Linked DNA regions of Mus musculus: region 1 is linked to region 2. A link is a contact called in public promoter capture Hi-C data. All regions are on one chromosome and are shown on one strand. The core of a region is the stretch at or near the end of the contact, and the rest is flanking DNA. Distances in the headings are between cores, read along the strand shown.

Evidence for each region. Promoter capture Hi-C pulls out the DNA fragments that hold promoters and counts their contacts.
Region 1: a promoter capture Hi-C map of neutrophils shows a contact between it and region 2, with 4 times the contacts expected there. The contact joins the promoter of Itpka here to the promoter of Gchfr in region 2. A contact is called at or near these places in 2 of 39 promoter capture datasets (hippocampal neurons and neutrophils), 1 of 484 Hi-C or Micro-C datasets (embryonic stem cells) and 1 of 115 datasets of contacts at active chromatin or transcription factors (pancreatic cancer cells).

What each region holds. Positions count from the first base shown.
Region 1 is chr2:119,738,424-119,745,690 of GRCm38.p6, forward strand. Itpka (inositol 1,4,5-trisphosphate 3-kinase A) reads left to right here and starts at 3,914. Exons shown (of 7, transcript NM_146125.2): 1 at 3,914-4,438. The coding sequence starts at 3,956. Gm25857 (a small nucleolar RNA gene) reads right to left here and starts at 2,533; the gene lies at 2,405-2,533.
Region 2 is chr2:119,162,504-119,169,227 of GRCm38.p6, forward strand. Gchfr (GTP cyclohydrolase I feedback regulator) reads left to right here and starts at 5,285. Exons shown (of 3, transcript NM_177157.4): 1 at 5,285-5,370. The coding sequence starts at 5,335.

The DNA of each region.
Region 1 (7,267 bases), core at 2,664-5,163, 570 kb after region 2:
GCAACTAGCACAATGGCTGGTTCTCTTGTTCATTGCAACTACTCAATAGATATTTGCTCAGTGAGTGAATCAAGATATTCCCACAAAACACTGGAGTCTTACTTTCAGCACATCGCTTAGAAGGACCAAGCTCCCTCGGGCATGTGTTACTAGAATGAAATTTTGTACTAGTCCCACCAGAGGAAAATGATATCCTAATCCCTCCCCTGTAACACTGAACTAGTTCCACTGAGGAGGACCTGGAGTCTCAGAGTAATGAGTCCCTCATTCAAGAGTGCATGCTGTCCTGCCCTCTCTCTCCCTCTGTCTGTCTTGCAGAACTTCAGAGGAGCTGGAGAGATGGCTCAGCAGTGAGAGTCCTCTAAGGAGGACATAGGTTTGATCATCAGCACCCACAAGGCAGCTCACAACTGTCTGGAACTCCAACCCCAGGGGAGCCGACACCCTCTTCTGACCTCTGTGAACACTGGGGATTCCCATGTGGTACACAGATAGGCAAGCAAGCTAAAGACCAATACACACAAAATAAAGGGTTTTGTTTTGTTTTGTTTTGTTTTTTAATTTAAAGAAGCTTTTAGAAACTGCACAGGACCAGATAGACGTGGGGGTAGTGAGCAGTAATTTTGCTTCAGCACCTGGAGTGGAGGCAGAGGATAGAGATAAATTGAGCACATGGGGGCGGCGGGGGGGGGGGGGACACGGACACGCACACATGCACACACACGTGCACACACATGCACACACGAACACAAATGTACAAGCACACACACTCACATGCACACATGCATGTGCACACATGCACTAATGCATACACACAGACACAGACACACATTCACATGCACAAACACACAAGCAGGTGCACACACACACACACACACACACACACACACACACACACACACACACACACACACACGCATGCACCCCTTACTTTGCTCTTTCTATTTCCAGGCCTCTCCTTCCCTATATTTTTGTCCCATGGCTGTTGACCTCCAGGAGAGACATAACCCTCACACATACTGAGTCCAGGTGGCTAAGCAACAGGGAAAGGACTCAGGCACCTTAGTATTTGAAGGTATAGGAGGACTAACCCATGAGATGCCTCAAGAAAACAGGTTGAAAGCTGGTTGTGGTGGCACATGATTGTGAGCCCAGCGCTCAGGAGGTTGAAAGTCAGCCAGGGCTGTCAAGATGGCTCAGTGGTTAAGAATGGTTAAGACTGCTCTTCCAGAGGTCCTGAGTTCAATCCCCAGCAACCACATGGTGGCTCACAACCATCTAAAATGAGATCAGATGGCCTCTCCTGGTGTGTCTGAAAACAGCTACTTTGTACTTACATAAAATAAATAAATAAATAAATCTTTAAAAGAAAAAAGAAAGTCAGCCTAGGCCACATATCTGGACTCTGTCTCAAAAACCAGATACTTTGTTTCCTATGACAGTTAGCTGGTCTGTGGCCAAAGCAGAATGACTCGGTGGCCTAGCTCAGAACAATCCCTCAAGGACCCCCCAAAACCTTGACATAGTCCTCTATGCCCCAGCTCTATGCCCCTTGTTCCCTTCCAGACCTTTTGTTTCTCAGCACACAGGAGGCCACCACCCCACACACTCCATAAACTGATTTCCTTCACATCCCTTCTACTCAAGCAACAAGAAGTGGAGGAAGCTGGGTATGTTAGCTTACATCTGAGGCCCTGGTATTGGGAGGCTGAGGCAGGAGGATTACTAGACTTGGAGGCTTACTATTTATTAGTTTATTATGACCTATCCAGGCCTTGCCTCAGTATGGAAGTTCCCTCTGTTTTCTGCCTGTCCTTATTCATCTAACAAAATCCACCTAGACAGCACATACTGTTGTTATTGTTGAGAAACGGTTTCATGTAGCCCAGGCTGGCCAGCTTATAACTATGGATGGATGGCTTGAATCCCTGATCCTTCTCCTTCTGCCTAATAGAAGGTAGCATAGACATTCTCTGTGGCCCACAGCAACATTCTTTGGTTCCTGCTAAACTTGGGTGAGGACGTGATACAAGAAAAATAATTGTTCTGGGATTTCTCTCAGCTGCTAGGCTAGACCTTCAGCCTACTAGTCCAGCATTGTCCACACACTGCCTGGCACACAGGTACCCAGTAACATGCTCCCTCCTCCCTCTTCCTATTTTCCTCTGTCAGGTCCCAGTCTACCCTCTGAGATTCCCTGCTACAAGCTGGCATAGCTCTGGGCTCAAACACTCAGACATGCACACCTCTGCCCCAGAAAACGTTTCCAGGAGTCCATGCTGTTTCTTCACTTCTCCAAGGAGGAAGCAAGTGTTCAGACTGTGGTTTCCTTTCTCTTTTGCTTTCATTCCTCCCACACACCTCCTCCTCCTCCTCCTTTTTTTTTTTTTTTTTTAATTCCAAAATCTATACAGAAGCTGAGTGGCAGCTGCAGGCACTGTGATGACCTGGGCTGTCAAAGCCTCCCCATTACTCTGGCATGCAGTTGGAGATCCCATGGCTACAAGCAGCCACCGCCCCTGGAAACACCCCCCCCCAACTTCTCCCTTTATCAGTCAGTCATCTAGAGATCTTCTCTCTTTGCGAAAGGTTCTCCTCCTCCCTCTTAACTTCTGGCTGAAGAGAGAAAAGGCAAGTCTCATACTTAACCCTGGGCTTGCCCCAGCAATCCCAGGGTTGTTGTTCTAGGTGTTCCATGACAGGACCCTCAATTCTTTTAGGGGAAGGCAGACAAGTCTGGCTTCTGCTCACAGTAGCCTTGAAGTTCAGCTGAGCACCTGCAAGCAGAGGCCAGAGACCCATTCAGAGATGACAAGAAGGATTTCCAGTGTCTGAACTTCTACATCGGTGTTCTCTTTTCAGTATGCAGCCATAACTCTAGGCCGTGTGAAGTTTTTCTTCTGTTTACAGATAGGGAGATGGATAGAAGGAGTGAGCCAAGATAGGGTGGCCCGAGACACTGGCTGTCTATTACAACACTAAAAAACACTCGCATTTTTGGAGCACCAAGACTTTTTCGTTCCTTTCATGCTGGGCATGGAATCCAGTTCTAGTCGCGTACTACGCAAGTGCTCTACCGCTGAGCTACGCACTCAACACCCATCTCTAAAATTTTACTCTCAGAGCAACCCTGCAGCTCCGCGACGAAGGAGATTCAGCAGTTCAGAGAGGCGAAAGGACTCCTTTTGAAACCACAAAGCTCCAAAGGGGCAGGAGGGGGAGGAGGAGAAGAAACAGCTAGTGGGGGGCTGGAGAGGGGCGGTGGAAATGCAGGCCACCACCGGCTGTGATACTTGGAGAGAGTCAGACTCCGCCTCTTGACCTTGTTCTCTGCCCGCTGGGAAGTGGAGAGCTTCGAGGGGTGGGGGTGGGGAGCAGTCTCAGCTCGACCCTGGCCACAGACTCTAGTTGGGCACACTCCTTGAGGTGTGGCTTCCTTGGGTGGCTGACGGCCTTGAACTCCGAATTAAGGGGCCCAGGCCAGAGAAAAGCCCCAGAGACTCAAAAGACTTTGACCAGGAAGGTTGGAACACGGAAAGGAGCCCGAGGAAGCGAGTGAAAGAATGGGCACAGCTTCTTCCTGTGCAGATTAAGACCTCTGGTTCCCATTGAAGGAATCCCTCAAAAGCCGCGGGAGGGCACTGGGCTCAGGTGCGGGGCAGGTCCCTTCTGCCACCTTGAGGGCAGGTCTAGAGATAAGGCGGGGGCCGGACCTGGGACTTCCACGTTACACTCGGGACACTGCAAGCCTCCTGCAGCAGCGAGGGCCCCCGGAGGCCCGCGCTTTCTCAGAAAGTGAAAGGAGTGGGCGGGGGGCGCGGCCGGGGCGGGGCGCGGCCGGGCGGGCGTTGCCGAGGCTCCGCCCCGGGGCAGTCCCAAGCCCGGGGCGCTGAGCGTCTACAGTCCCCGCCGCGCCGCGGGCTGGTGGGCTCGGCTGCGGCTCCGGTGCCGGGAGATGACCCTGCCCGGGCGCCCGACGGGCATGGCGCGGCCACGGGGCGCGGGGCCCTGCAGCCCCGGGCTGGAGAGGGCTCCGCGCCGGAGCGTCGGGGAGCTGCGCCTGCTCTTCGAAGCGCGCTGCGCCGCAGTCGCCGCTGCAGCAGCCGCAGGGGAGCCCCGGGCCCGCGGGGCCAAGCGGCGTGGGGGACAAGTGCCCAACGGGCTCCCGCGTGCTGCCCCTGCCCCGGTGATCCCTCAGCTCACTGTGACAAGCGAGGAGGATGTGACCCCGGCCAGCCCAGGGCCGCCAGACCAGGAGGGGAACTGGCTCCCAGCTGCGGGGTCGCACCTGCAGCAGCCACGCCGCCTCTCCACCTCGTCCCTCTCCTCCACCGGCTCCTCGTCGCTGCTCGAGGACTCGGAGGACGATCTGCTGAGCGACAGTGAGAGCAGGAGCCGCGGCAACGTGCAGCTGGAAACCAGCGAGGACGTGGGGCAGGTACGGGCCGCGGGGGCGGGGCCAGCGGGGGCTGCGCGCCGGGGACTCCGCTCTCTGCTCTGCTCTGACCGGCTTGCGTTCCCCGCCGAGAGCCCAAGCGGGGGACAGGGGGCATGGGGGCGGAGAGGGAGCCCAGGACGACCTCTCGCCTTGGTTCTTTTTCGGGGGCTAGGCAGGCGATGGTAACTGAGTGCCTGGGCGTCTAAAGGAGGTTGAGGAGTACGCGACCCACGGAGCGGGAGCCGGCGGGTCGGCTGGCGTACCTGGGTAACTGTCAGGTAGGGCTGGAGAGATCAGAGCGGGGTAGCCTTGCCCCGGGAGCCCTGAGAGAAAAAGGGGCGCGTGAGCTTTTCCCTCTCCTCCCCCTCTCGGTGCCGCGGCCCCACCCCCGCCGTTGCCACGGTTTCCCTCTCTTGAGTGGGAGTGGAGCGGAGCTCCTGGCTCTGCTCCGGAGCCGCTGCCGTCTGCTCCCCGCGCGCGCACGAGGCGTGGATGCGGGAAGGGAGGGGCGCAGGGCTAGAACCGAGCGGAACCAAGATCCACCTGCTGCGTCCCCCCTCCTCGCCCTGGCCTACTGCTCCTAAGTGTCCTGGGAAAGGTAAACTGAGGCTGACAAGAGCTTGCTAGTCTCTGTATGGCAATGTGAATGTTCCCGGGCCAATTTAACCGGCAGCTATCACCAGCCAGTGTGAGGTGAAGTCATTATTCGTGGTATGGCCCTCCTTGACTGGAGGTTGAACTCAGGGCCTCAAACACAGTAGGCAAGCACAACCACCACTGAGCTACATCCTAGCCCTCTTTTCTTGACACTAAATTGCCAAGTTACAGTGAAACACAGTCTATAGCCTATTCGGGCCTTGAACCTGCGATCCTCTTGTGTCAGTAATCTCCCTTGTTTTAACCATGGCCAGATAACTAAACTAACTGCCTGTGGACTGTGCAGCGTTGCTCTAGATGCATTTTACGCAAGCGTTCCTCGAGTGGAAAGAGAGAGAGAAAAAAACCGGGAACGCCCCGCTCTGCCCTGAAGGCCGCGTCCTGGCGACTTCGAGAGTAAGACGCGCGCCCAGGTTGCCTAGACACCTTGAGAAGAGCGCCGAGGTGTGGCCTGGGCCTTCTGGAACCTGGCATCCCTGCACACTAGGATTGGACCGAGGGAGGCAGTGTAACGACTCGAAGTGGCACTGTGACTCAGAGACTTGCAATACAAAAGAGAAAAGAGGGTGGGGGACTCACAGCAAGGATGTCGTCCCCCCACTTCCCGTCATCAGGTGTAGGTGCGGGGGCTCAGTCACGAGTCCTCTGTGCCTTTCGTCCTGACACCGTACGATCCGGTACGGTGGTCGTTCTTGGGGCGACTCTAGACTAGGTACTGAGGCGAATGTCGCCGAGGCCGAGGCTTCCCCAATACTGTGACTTGTGAGCAGTGGGAGGACCTCTGAAGAACCTGTACCGTAGATCTGCCACTCCCCTGCTCTAATCTCTGACACGGAGAGGCGGGCCCCTGTGAAGGGCGCGACCGGTGAGAGCTGGGAGGACCCGGGCTAGGGCGCAGGCACACCCGCTTCCCTGTTCCGCCCGCCAGGACCCCCTAATTGCTCAGGGAGAGGCTGTGTGGAGGAGGACTTGCAGTCTAAATCTGGGTCCAGTGTAGGTAGCTCCGGCAGGGGTCAGGACATCCAAGAGAAGCCCAAGCTAGCTGTTCCCTGCAAATCATCTTCCTTTCCCACCCTGGGTCTCCTCCGGGAGGCTGCAGGAGCGGTCCAGATGGCCTCTCAGGGACCTTTCAAACTCCCAGGTTGTCTCCCAGGCTTCCCAACCCCCCCGCCCGCCGGGGCCTCCCCGAAGGCAAACAGCTCCGGAGCTGCAGATAAGCCTGGAGCTGTTGACAGAGGCTGCCTGCGTCTGCGTGGAAGGGCCGGGAGCGGACTTTGCCTCACAGCAGGCCCCACAGCACACACGCTCAGCCGGCCTTTGAGGGCTTCCCCGGTCAGGAAGCAGAGCGGGTCCCACTGACCGTAAGGATGCACCTGGGGAAAGACGGTTCCTGCATTGTAGGGCTGCCGCCTAGCCAGCCAGCATCTCACACCCGACTCGAGGCCCTAGAAGGCTCTGCCTGTCTTAGCCAGGCTCCACGACCTTTCCTTTACTTCCTAGGCGCTTGTACAGCCTGCTCAGAGCAGGACATGAAGAGCTGGCTGGGCTCCCTCCAGCGGCCTTTTCTCTGATAGAAGGAAAATTCAAGAACAAGAAAAACTGAGCAACCAAGGGAGAAGCAGGAGGCCTACTCCAGGGGCAAGTGGTGTGACTCTAAGGCCTTGGCTGTCTCCTCAGACATTTGTGGGAGTGACCCTAGCAGAAGAGAGGGTGTTTTGATGCTTATTCATCTGGTTTTATTCTCTCAATAACTCAGGCTAGGTAAGGAGACCTGGATGCTGTCCCCTCCTGGACTCAGAACCCCCACACATCATTTTTCACTAATTATAGAGCAGAATTTAGGTTAACAGACTTCCTTTTTAAAAAGCAAATGCCCATGGGAAGGTGAAGTCGTGGGTCACTTATACCTTAGTGCAAATCATTTAGTAAATTTAAATTGGTTGCTCTCCCCACCATCACCACAGGGAGTGCTAGTTTGACAGGACAATTGGAACATGGGGAGGGTGTTGGGCTGGCAGAAATGTCAACCAGGATTGGTGACTCTATAGAGCAGTGATTCTCAACCTTCCTAATGCTGCAGCCCTTTAATGAAGTTCCTCATGTGTGGTGGCCACCAACCATAATATTTTTATTGCTACTTCATAACTGTAAGTTTGCTACTATTATGAATCA
Region 2 (6,724 bases), core at 4,035-6,534:
GGTGGCTCACTCTTGTTATCTCAGAATTTCTCAGGATTTGGAAACCTGAGGCAGAAGGATTGCTCAGATTCAAAGTTCAAAGCCAGCCAGACTACATAATGAACTCCGGGTCTTCCTGGGGCTATATAAAGGGAGACTCTGCCTGAAATGAACAAAAGAGCATTTGTAAGTCCCTATTTCTTTCTCTCTCTCTCTCTCTCTCTCTCTCTCTCTCTCTCTCTCTCTCCCTCCCCTCTCTCCTCCCCCTCCCCTCCCCTCCCCTCCCCTCTCCCCTTCCCCTCCCCTTCCCTCCCCCCTCCCCCTCCCCCTCTCCTTCTTCCCCTCCACCATTTCCCTGTCTCAGAGGGAACGACTCCCTGAACAGTGCACTAGCTCTTCTCCTGTCTATTCTTTTTTTCACATGACCACACATTTCGTGAAAATAAAGGAACATCACTTTGGAAGCAACGCTGAAGAACCCTGTCAAGCCAGGCTGTGCCGACTCCTGACCGTAATCTCAGCACTAAAGGCTGAGTCAGGAAGACAGCAAGTTCTAGGATATCTTGGGCTACCTAGGTGGACTTCCTGTATGGAGAAACAGAGAGAGGAGAGGAGGGGAGGGAAAAGGACAGAGGGAGGGAAGACTGGAAGGAGGGGAAGGGCAGGAAGGAAAGAGAAATGGGCAAAATGAGGGGATGTAGAGGCTTTCAAAGTGAAGTCAGGATGCCACTGAAGGCTCAGGACTCAGGTGTGTCTCAGGCTTCCGCCTAAGAACTTGAGCCCTGCCCTTCAACTGCAGGCCTCTGGAACAGCAGATAATTACAGTGTGCCTTAGAGATTCGAGATGCTTATCAGGAGGCTGCAGGACTCTTGCCTCAGAGACATTTCCATGGTTCACACAGCCATGTTCTGTGGGTCACATGGTCCATCTCAAACAACTTCTGCATTCTTTCTCAGCTTCGGAAGCTGTTTCTCTTCCTCTCTTTATTTATCTTATTTTTTATATTTTTATTATTATTTATTTACATGTACATGTCTGTGTCTGTGTGTGTGTGTCTGTGTCTGTGTGTGTTCATGTGCCTGAGGTAAGGAGCATTCCCAAAGCTGGAGTTAAAGCTGCCTGATGTGTGTGGGAGTTGAACTCAGGCCCTCTTCAAGTCTTAATCACTGACCCATCTCTCCGGCCTTTCTGTTTTTATTTTAAGACAGGGACTTTGTAGTGGAGGCTGGCCCTCAACTCAAGGTGATCCCCTTGCCTCAGTCTCCCAAGTGCTTAGCTAAACAATTTACTTATGGCTATAGTTTGGCTGAGTGTCCCTCAAATGTCTGGGTGTCAATGACTGGGTCTGGAGGGTGGCATTACTAGGAAATAATGAAGCCTAAAGGATGTGGGGCCTAGGGAAGGTCTTTGGTTGCAGGGGCAAGCCCTTGTGGGGAGCAGGAGACCCAGCCTCAGTGTGTAAGTGGTCTCACCCTAAGCCTGGAGTTCACATTTTCTCATCCAGGCTGGAAGCCAGCAAGGACCAGTGTTCTTCCTGTCTGTGTGGTTACGGGCATTTGTGGAGACATCTAGCTTGTTCCATGGGTTCTGGGATCCAAGCTGGAGTTCTCATGATTGCACAGTAATCATGCTCCCCACTGCTGAGCTGTTCTGGTTTGGTTTGGTTTTCTGAAACAGTCTTTCCATCAGCCCAGGTTGGCCTCAATTCCCAGTTCTCCATTTTTTCACCTGTTGCGTGCTGGACCTTTTCGCTTTATAAGTTAAGTGTCTTGGTGTTTCATGGCAGTAACACGAAGCTGAGCAATATACTGATCTTGTGATGAGTTAAGAACTTTTTCTCACTGTAAGCTCCACTTTCCCTACTTGCTTTGGGACTCTGACTCAGAGCCTATCTAAACCTATGTCTCTCAAATTGCAGTTCCCAAGACCCTGAAATAAGGGTCTTTCCTGTTTGTACTTTCTAAGCTTAAATTGATACTTTTGTCTGTTTCAAATCACAAAACAAAATATCTAGTTTTATGTACCTGGGGACTTTGTGTAAGTTCTGTTTTGGTTTTGCCTTAGACAGGTTCTGTCTATGTAGCCCAGACTCTCCTCCAAGGCTCCCATCCAAGCTTTAAGCAGACCTGACTCTGATTAGCTTCTCAGACGAGATCAAGCATGTTCAGGGTGAGGTAGGGGACCCAGACGGCCCTCAAACTCCATCTTCATGTCTCAGTTGTGATGCTGGGGGTTGCTTCTAACGCTTTCATTGGGAATCTGTGAGTCCAAACGCTGATGGTCCTTGTCCCCAATTGGTTTTTGATTGATCAATAAAAGATGCCAGTGACCACTGGTTGGGAAGAGGGAGACAGGGAGGGACCCTTTGATTTGTGCGGGTTAGGACTCAGGAGAGAGGAACAGACAGAGAATCACTATGATGTGGTGGGAGATGGATCAGATTTAGAGCTGCAGGAGAGAGAACCAACTAGTCAGGTAAGAATTCAGGTAAATGGTTACTGGCCACTCCCCTGATTGAGCTTGGGGTAGCTAGGGGAGGATTAGAACTGCTCAGCTTTGATGTGTGTGTGTGTGTGTGTGTGTGTGTGTGTGTGTGTGTGTGTGTCTTTCATTAGTGGATCCAAAGAGTTCCTGGGTGGGTGACTGGAAACACATGACCCATTGGGAGTCAAAGCTGGACTGAGATTACAGGTGTCCATTACTCCAGGCTGATTTATTTTTTGTCACAAGGGGTGAAACTTGATTGTGACAATCACAACTTTGAAGAATAGAAGTGCTCTCAGCAGACAGATAGTCCCAACCGCCAGCACTTTACCTACATTTGGTTTTTAGAGTCTTTTCTTCTTCTTCATGTTTTTGTGGGGAGGAAAGTCCTGTAAGTTTTGTGTTTTAATTATTTATTTTATGTATGTGAGTACTCTGTAGCTGTCTTCAGACACACCAGAAGACAGCATTGAATTCTATTACAGATGGTTGTGAGCTGCCATGTGGTTGCTGGGGATTGAACTAGGATCTCTGGAAGAGCAGTCAGTGCTCTTAACCACTGAGCCTTCTTTCCAGCCCCTAAGGTTTATTTTTTTGTGTGTATGTGAGTGAGCAGGTACCTGTGAAGGCCAGAAGAGGGCACTGGCTTCCCTAGAGGAGGAGTTAGAGGCAGTTATGAGCCATTTGATGTGAGAGCTGGGAACTGAATAAGGGCTCCCTGGAAGAGCACCAAGTGTTCTTAACTTCTGAGCCATCTCTCCAGGCCCATGGGGCAGGAGACCTTTTTTAAGACAATATTTCACACTTCAACACAGGCTAGCCTTGAACTTGAAGCAATCCTGTCTTCTGAGTACTAAGGCTAGTGATGTGAGCCACCACCTTACCCCCATGAAATCTCACTATGTTACCTCCAAGTGGTCTTTAGCTTGCAAGTTCAAGTGCTTCTCCTGCCTCAGTCTCTGAAGTAGCTGGAACCACAGCCATGCACCACACACCTGGAAATTCTCATACATTGTACATTCCTTCTTTTTTTTGCTCTCTGTAAGGCAGTGTCTGGTGGTATAAAGATGAAGTTTACTGGCTCACTGGTTAAGGTCTTGCTGCCAAACCTGAGAACCTGAGTTTGAGCCCTGGAACCCACACAGTGGGAGGAGAGAGCCAGCTCCTGAAAACTGTCTATAACTTTCAGAAGTTAGCCTTGACAAGGTCTGTGAACACACAGAGACAAGACACATGATAAAACATTGCATTTCTAGGATTCCTAAAGGTTTGGGCAACTGGTTATATGCCTATTGATCATCTCTGCTCCCATGGAGTGCCTAGCCAAGTTAGCTGCCAATCTTGTTTCCCCTATTGGTTCTTTTTGTTATGGGGTGGGGTGAGGGTTTGTTGTTTTGTTCCTTTGTTTCCTTATTAGGTTTTGGTTTGTGATTGTTCTGAGACAGATTCAGTTCTCTCTCTCTGTCTCTCTGTCTCTCTCTGTCTCTCTCTGTCTCTGTCTCTCTGTCTCTCTGTCTCTGTCTCTCTCTCTGTCTCTCTCTCTGTCTCTCTCTCTCTCTGCCTCTCTCTCTCTCTCTCTCTCTCTCTCTCTCTCTCTCTCTCTCTCTCTCTTCCTTCCTGTTGCTGAGATAAAATACTCAAAACAAACAACAACCACCACCACAACAAGCCCAGCATCTTAGGGGAAAAAGAGCTTATTTTATCCCAGCTCTCAGTTCCGGCTTACAACGGAGCTTAGGATCAAACTCAGCGAACCATGGAATCAGCGGAGCATCATCCCAGCCCCTGTAGGGGTTCTTGATAGGTTCCCTGATGAGACTTTTATTTTCACCGTCCCAGGACTGAGGGTTAAATTTAGAACCTCAGTTTTTGCCCTCTACCTCTGCATTACAGCACGTCCCTTTCTGCCTCTTTAACGAGCTCTTTGTTAAACATAGATGCGTCTTATCCCTCTCGCTAATTGTTGGGGTGCGAGAGCTGGTGCCGGACAGGAAGAGGATCATATAAATACATCAGACCAGTTAGGTAAGAAGGTCAGGTTTCCAGGCCAGGGGCGGGGCGTGTTCCAGGGCAACTGGTTATATGCTTTTCCAGGGCAACTATTTTGTTCGTCTTTGCTTTTTAGGGAACCAATCAGAATGAGTCGGTTGAAGAATGTTGACCTGTCTACTTCTAGATGAGGGCGTGGACCAGCTAGTTGTGAACTCGCCGCCCTCTCTTGGGCATCAGGCTTAGGGATCGACGTTTCTATGCCTCAGGTGTTACCCTGTGATCTGCGCGTGCTCCCAAGGCTCCCTGCAGGAGGAACAGGTTCCGCGCCTTTACAGCCAGAGGACTGGCACCCAGCCAAGAGTGTAGATGATGCACAGACTTAATTTGCAGGGCCATAGATAGGCATGCAAAGACCCGCAGCCACACTTGAAAATGACAGACCCCAGGACAGACCCCAGGACGCAGGACTGCCCAGGACCTGACACTCGCGTCTCGCCTCGCCTCGTGCACTTAAGTTCACAAGGCACGCGTCCTGGTGAGGACACGCAGTCCCCGCTTCCCTTTAGTCCTCAGCGCAGTTTTCGCTCTGCTACGTTTTAGGGACAGGCGGAAACCGACTGGCATCCGCCGGACTTTGGAGCCTGAGCATGGAGGTATTGCAGGAAGAGGGCAAAGGGGCGACAGGCACCCTGTACGCCATGGCCACAACTCCTAGTGAAGTCCGCGGGGACACGCCCGCTTCCAGGTCTCTGGGGCGGCGGGACCGCGGCGCGCGCTCCTGATTGGCTCGTGCAGTGTCCGCACGGCCGCCAAGCGCCGCCCGCGGACAGAGCAGGGAGTAACGGGACTGTGGTCGCGGGCAGCCCCAGCCACGCACCATGCCCTATCTGCTCATCAGCACTCAGATCCGTATGGTGAGTACCTGGAGTGGGTGACAGCGACAGCCACTCTAAGGGACTTTCCTGATGGTCCCGCAACCGGCCTACCACGCCCCCGCGGCGCGGACACCAGGCAGGGTCAGGCGACTGGATGGGCAGGGAGTTCCGCGGGGACACCCACGACCCGCTTCACAAGCGCTGCAGCCAGGGCCCGCACGCCAAAGGCCAAGCTAAGCTGCGCACACAGCGGCTCACCTGTAGCCCCCTCCAGGCAGGGCTCGTTCTGATGCAGAGAGAATTCGGGTTAGAGGTGGAGAGGGCTGCGGGCAGCCTGGAGAGCACCACGCGGGGGTCTGAGGTCACGCTTCTCTAGGTGAAGTTTCGGGGGGGGACATGGGAGGGAGGTGGTACTGGCTGCTTTATAAGTCTCCTCAAATCCCCTTTCAAAGGATACCTGGTGCCCCCCCACCCCCACAGCTAAATAGCTGGGCGCGCTACCCCATCCTATTCCAATGCCCAGCGGTAGGTACAAATCTAGCTCCCAGGGGATAGCCAGGAGTAGTGGGCTCAGCATGAAACAGGAGAGGTCTTGACAATACCCAAAGGGCCATGAAAACCTGTACAGTTGTTGAAATCTGGATTGCTGGGCACATTCACCTCTCTTCCTCCTCAAATAATTTTTTAAAATTCTTTCCAAGTTTTCTTTCTTTGTTTTTTAGAGTTTTATTTATTTATTTTATGTATATGAGTATACTGTAGCTGTACAGATGGTTATGAGACTTCATGTGGTTGTTGGGAATTGACCGGTCAACCCCAGTCACTCAGGCCCAAAGATTTATTTATTATAAATCAGTACACTGTAGCTGTATTCAGATGCACCAGAAGAGGGTGTCAGATTTCATTGTGGGTGGTTGTGAGCTACCATGTGAGATTTGAACTCAGGACCTTTGGAAGAGCAGTCAGTGCTCTTACATGCTGAGCCATCTCACTAGCCTTCTTTCCAAGTTTTGTGTATGTGTGTGACAGGGTCTCATGTAACACAGGCTGGCCTCAGTTTGTTATGTATTGGAGGCTAGCCTTGCTTCCCAATTACTGGGATTACAGGCATGTCCCACCAGGCATGTCCTACCTGGCTTGGTTCTCTTAAATTATGGAGGTTTTGTTGTCTGTCTGTCTGTCTGTCTGTCTTTCTGTCTGTTTTTTTCCTTTGGGGGGGGCGGGGAGCGGAAATTCAAGACAGGATTTCCCTGTGTAGGCCCATCTGTCCTGGAACTATGTAGACCAAGTTGGCCTTGAACTCAAGAGATCCACCTGCCTCTGTCTCCCGAATGCTGACATCAAAGGTGTGCTCCATCACCGCCCAGCTATGGCTTGCTACATTGTATTGTGT